Linked DNA regions of Sus scrofa: region 2 is linked to region 1. A link is a contact called in public promoter capture Hi-C data. All regions are on one chromosome and are shown on one strand. Each heading gives the region's core, a stretch centred on a gene start, on an enhancer-like site or on the middle of the called end of the contact. The rest is flanking DNA. Distances are from core to core; before and after follow the strand shown. Region 1 holds the start of HNRNPH2 (heterogeneous nuclear ribonucleoprotein H2). Region 2 holds the start of GPRASP1 (G-protein coupled receptor-associated sorting protein 1).

Region 1 (2,700 bases), core at 25-2,524:
CTTCTATATGCCCAAGTGCAGGGCCTGGTACTGCACTGTGCTTTTTTTGGTCTTTTCTTTTCTTTTTTTCTTTCTTTTTTTTTTTTTTTTAGGGCCACTCCCGTGGCATAGGGAAGTTCCCAGGCTAAGGTTTAATGGGAGCTGCAGCTTCTGGCCTATGCCAAGGCTACAGTAATGCAGGATCCGAGCTGAATCTGTGACAATTTACAGATGAAGGCTGTGTGGATCAGATAGGATCAATATCTGTCTTATCCAGTCTAACCTTTTATCTTCAAAAGATAAAGGCCCTTGACGTCAACCTTCCAACCAGATGTTATACTCAAGGGCTACAGGAAGGGGTGATCTCAGAGACTCCATGGTCTCTCTAAATTGCTTCCACTTACAGCCAAGGAACCCATGACCCAAAAAGAGGAAGAAAGGGCACGTGTCATAGTCCTCTGTCCTTCCTACTCACCACAGCTGTCTTCACTGCTAGTACCTCGCAGAGAGAGAGCAGTAGCTCTTAATAAGGGTCTGAACAGAACCAGATGATAAGTGGAGAACATCCTTAACTGGGTGATTAGGCAGAGAGAGGCGGAGAAGTAGAGGTCTCTGGCCGGACTCCCACCCCGGCGGGTGGGGTGGGGAGGCTACATGGAGAAAATTTAGGGCTAGTTCCCATCCAGGCTAGTTTGCTGGCGATAAAAAAAAAAAAAAAAAGCAGGAGCAATAGGGCAGCTCTCCCTGGGGCTCGAATTTTCTCGCTGCGACCCTCCATGCCTTCAACGGTAGCCGGAAGGAAAGGCGAAGGGAAGAATGTACCCAGTATTTCTGATACCTGATACAGGAATCCGGATCTTCTTGACAGTCCACATTGCACATGAAGCGCTCCCAGTGCAGCCAGCCCATGGTAGGGGTCCTCGCCAAGCCGTTGTTCAGGGCCCGGGCCCCTGGGACGCCCCAGAGAACCTGGGCCAGGAAGCAAAATGGCAGCACGTAGCCCAGCCGCCGGACCCTGCTCACCGGCTTCATCGTAGCTGTCATCACGCAACAGAGATCTCCAGGAGTCACCTGGGCTTCTAGGTTCTTAAGGGCTAAAAAGGCGGAGGCGGCCCGCGGAACCCAACTTCGCTCGCCTACCCAATCATCGGTGAGTTGTTAAGCAATGACGAAACTGTTTCTCCGGCAACTGGGATGGTTATCCCCAGAGGCGGACCAATAACCAGTCAGAGAAGACGCCCCGCCACCAACCATACCATCTTTTTCTGAATATCGACCCGCCCTATTGTCATACCAGAAGGAAGTGCGGCACTTTAATGATCCCGCGGTAGAGCCGAGCAGTGCTCACGTGACCGAGATCTCACATGACGTAGGTCCTCACGTGACCAGTCGCTTACGTGAGCAGAAGTAGTTCTGGTCGTCGTCTACCGTCTCGCTATAGCCGTTTGAGGGAAGAAAGAGGAAAATTATCCGGTATCGTTAGAGGTTGGTGTGTGGGTGGGAGCCGGGGCCCCGGGGGGTGGTGATGATGAAGACCAAAGCGGGGTCCGCGGGCCGCCTCCGCCTTTTTCGTTCCCTGCTTTCCGCTCCCCCGCTCTCCCCTCCCCCCGTCTCAGTGCCGGGAAGCCGCCTTTGCTGCGCCTGGTGGGGAAATGGTGGACGTTTCGTGACTGTGTCTGTGTTTTTGTATATCTGTCTGTCTGGGCGGGTCTCAGAGGACCCTTAAGAGAAACCATAAGCTGAAAGACATTGGAAAACCACGTCCCTAGTTTAGGAAGATCCTGATCTTGAGACCAGAGGTCTGAGTGCTGGTCCATCCATTCAGGCACCCAGTCTCCAGTGCCTGATTGTCTGTCTGTAGGGGGAGGCACCAAGCGAATTTGATCTGTAGAGTCACGTCTAGGCAAATGCTGCGTGCCTCACAGAGGCGCCCAAGGAATTTTTAAAAATTGAATTAAATATTTAAATAACGTTTATTTTTCTGCTTGTAACAATTCACATGCTCAATTTTGAACATTGGAAAAATAACAGTATACTATAAATTAAAAAAAAATACACCCAGAGATAACAGCTCAGCATTTTGGTCTATAAAAAGTCTGTACATATCACAGGCATAGGTGCACAAATTCTTCACTCCTAAATGGAATCCTGGGTCCTACTTCAGGCAACAGAGTCCTCGTGGCCTTCCCAGGAGTCACAGTAATGAAGTAGAACTTCCCTGCCACTACAGTGGGGGACGTGAAAGCCTAGAGTGCTGTAGGGACGTTAAATGGGATGGGTCATCCAAGAAATAAGGCAGGCAAAATACCAGTTCGTAAATCTGTCACTCAGACTAAAGACGGTCCGTAGGAAGGCTATTATCATGGCAGATGCAGTGTTCCAGGCACATAATAGGCAATTAGTAAATGTTGACTTGAATCCTCAGTGTAGTTTTAGGGCAGTTATTACACTTTGTCCTTTCTTTCCAAGAGGCCCAGTGTTCCCCAGACCGTGTCAGATAAGTCATCCACATACAAAATGAGAAAATTTTATAAAATTTGCTCTACCAATCCCAGAAAAGTAAACATTTTGTTAGTTTTCTGTTATTTTTCCCTGAAATAAAGGTAACTACTCTCTATAGAAAATCAAGAAGGCACAAAAAATTGACAAAAATTTTGAAAAATCCATAAATCTACCAGAGTAACCACTATTAACATGTGCCATATTAACACGTACTTTTCT
Region 2 (2,755 bases), core at 254-2,753, 730 kb after region 1:
GTAGTAGTGAAAATAGGAGTCAGGAAAGCAGCTAGGATCTGCCTTGAGAGTGCATAGGTAGTGTCCCTTTTCTCTAGGACAATAGAAGAGGAGCCAGGAGTGTGACCCTACCTGGATCTAACACCTGACTCTGAGGTGACAGAGAGGGAGAATTGTCTGAGCAGGTGGGGGTCGGTCCTGACAGGGAAAGGTCCTCTTAGAGCAACTGGGAGGACAGAAAAATGGCAAAGTGCGTTACCAGTGGTAATGAGAAAACAACAATGTGGCAGAAAGAATGAGGCCACTGGTGCAGACAAGTGGTTGTGTCCTCAGGCCAGAGAGCTAGGGCTGCCTTCCTTCAGAAGATGGGCAGTGGATGGGCCTCCCTGGGCGCCCCCTCCCACCTTCCTCCAGACTTTGGCCCCTGAAGGTGGGAAGCAGAATTGGGGAGGGCTGCCCCAGAACCCTGGCACCATCTGGCCTCAAATAGCCTCTCCCCTCCCAGCCTGCTTTCCTGATGTTTCCTCTACCTCACCAGACACGTTATGCAGGAAATATGGTGGGTCAGGCCTAAAAAGGGCCCATAACCAGATGGTTTGGCATTTAATCTGTTCTCACTTTAGTTCTGCTTTCTTAACTCTCTTCCACTTCATCTTCCTTTTCAGGTGACAAATAAGGAAACCATACAGTGGGATGAAGGGGAGGGGTGGGAGCTGGAGGAGGGAAGTGGTTCAGGAGTACAAATATACTTGAGTATTAATCCTCTTCCATGAGTACAGAGTTGTTTTCCAAAGTATCTAGGTGCATAAAATATCGCGGGCATCAGGAGAGGCGGAAGCATAAAAATAGCGTATGTACACACCAGAGTAGTGTGATATTAATAAGCTTCACTCCATGCATCTCTGCTTTCTCACCTTAACTTAGACCATTTTTGTGCAAGAGAGAGTAAGGGCGAGAGACTTAAAGAAGAACAAGAGAAGACTAAAGCATTTGGTATTGATCAACAAGTCCAACTTGAGCAGCTTTCCAGACGCCCCGCTCAGGTCCTGCCCATTCCTTCCAAAAAATGAGTGCTGGGAGGGGCGGCTTGGAGGGGACTCTCTCACAGAGGGGACACACAGATTTTAGAGAGGATGAGAATTTATCTTCCTTTCACTTTTCAGCCTCTCTGTCTCAAACCTTTTCCCCAACCTTCTTACCCCGACCCCTACCGCAACCCACTCACCCACCCCTGCAGATCTAGGGCTCAGGAGGGGAGAAATGTGTAAAAACTACATTTTGGTATCCGTCCGCCTTATTAGGCCAGAGCTGATTCACTGACGTCAACTCCCGAAACCGGCAACATTTCAGTTCAGAGGGAAAGATTGTATCCTGGGGCGGAGCGGGGAACTCCAGAGAGAGGTAAACTTAACATGAGACCCTTTGGTTTTAGTCTGTGTCTCCTCGTCCAGCCCTGTTTTTCCTAAATGCAGACCCCGCCCCCGCCCACCCAGCACACCGAACAGCCCGGGTGGGAGGGGCGGAGCTCGCCGGCAGAGGAAGGAGCGGCACTAAGCAAAGCGCGGTATCACTCCGCTTCCGTGAGGCCGGATCCCCTGAAACTCCTCCTCCGCGGCGCCCGCTGTCGGTTTTGGTTCAGTGGACGTGGCGAGACAAAGTCTGCGGAGGGAAAGGTAGCTGTTAAAGAGTCACTAGGAGCGGGTCGCTGAGGCGTCCTGGGGACGGGAAGAAGAAGGAAATACCCAAACGTGACAGTTCTTTGCAGTTACGGCCCTTCATCTGATAAAGCAGGTATCTCGTCCTGAATCCCAGGTGCAGGGCCCATCCCCAAACATAGTCGCCGCCATTGTCTCGTGTTCTTGCGTCCGTCTGACTGTCTGACCTTCTTTCTTAGGGCTCGGCATCTCTCGAGGCAAGGGAATGAGAAAACTGCTTCTGATCCAAGCAGAGCAGGTCAGTGAGAAGGCAGGCATCGCTTGGGAGTGTGGCTGTGGGTGTTAGAGGTGAATGTGGGAGATGTGACCTGGTCATGGGGTGCGGGCGGTGAGAGGGAGAGAGGGACGAGGGTCATTTGAATGGCATCCAACGATCAGTTAAAATCTACCTCATGCTAGCTTGATCTCCAGACAGTCGCCCCACCTCCGACCATGTTTGGGGAAGGAAAAGAGTGTAGTTAGCGGCTTCTAGTGGAGAAATGGCGGATTATATTAGGAGGAGGAGGGGGCTGCTGCTGTGGGCAAGAGCAGTTGTCTGGGGACCCCTGAGAGGGAAAAGTGTATAAAGAGGTTGTGTTTGATAATCAAGGCCCTGGATTAGAAAAGAGCCTCTTGTCCTGGCTACTAGGCTAACCGTTAATAACCAAGTCTCTCCTGCTGTCTTCTCATTTGGTCCTTTGAGTGTGTATCATGCGTTTATATCTGTAGGTTTCTTGCTACATTTGCGGTACTCTACGTTTCTGTAAAGATCTGTAGGGGTCAGCGAACTTCAAAAGAAAGGGGAAAGGAAAAAGGAATTTGGCCTAATTTCTGTAGAGTGGGCAGTGCTTGGATGGTTAAGACTAGAGCAGATAGGGGTCTTGGGGAAGCTCCAGATCTTCTTTCTGCCAGCTTTCCAAACAGGCCTCCCTTAGTCGCACCGTATTTTCAATGGTAGGCTTTGGGGAGGAGAAAGAAACACAAGAACTTAGATGAAATTTAGAAATAATACTTTTCATTGATTTCTCAGCCAGCTTCCATGGTTTTTCTGAGCATTCTACCCTTACTAACACCACTATCTT

What was found. Promoter capture Hi-C pulls out the DNA fragments that hold promoters and counts their contacts.
Region 2: a promoter capture Hi-C map of liver shows a contact between it and region 1, with 6 times the contacts expected there. The contact joins the promoter of GPRASP1 here to the promoter of HNRNPH2 in region 1. A contact is called at or near these places in 1 of 5 promoter capture datasets (liver) and 3 of 47 Hi-C or Micro-C datasets (heart right ventricle, liver and mesenteric adipose tissue).

What each region holds. Positions count from the first base shown.
Region 1 is chrX:83,031,251-83,033,950 of Sscrofa11.1, forward strand. HNRNPH2 (heterogeneous nuclear ribonucleoprotein H2) reads left to right here and starts at 1,275. Exons shown (of 2, transcript XM_021079664.1): 1 at 1,275-1,464. GLA (galactosidase alpha) reads right to left here and starts at 1,023. Exons shown (of 7, transcript NM_001177925.1): 1 at 818-1,023. The coding sequence starts at 1,023.
Region 2 is chrX:83,763,707-83,766,461 of Sscrofa11.1, forward strand. GPRASP1 (G-protein coupled receptor-associated sorting protein 1) reads left to right here and starts at 1,504. Exons shown (of 11, transcript XM_021079932.1): 1 at 1,504-1,652; 2 at 1,874-1,932. It overlaps ARMCX5 (armadillo repeat-containing X-linked protein 5), which reads left to right. Exons shown (of 5, transcript XM_021079854.1): 3 at 1,431-1,652.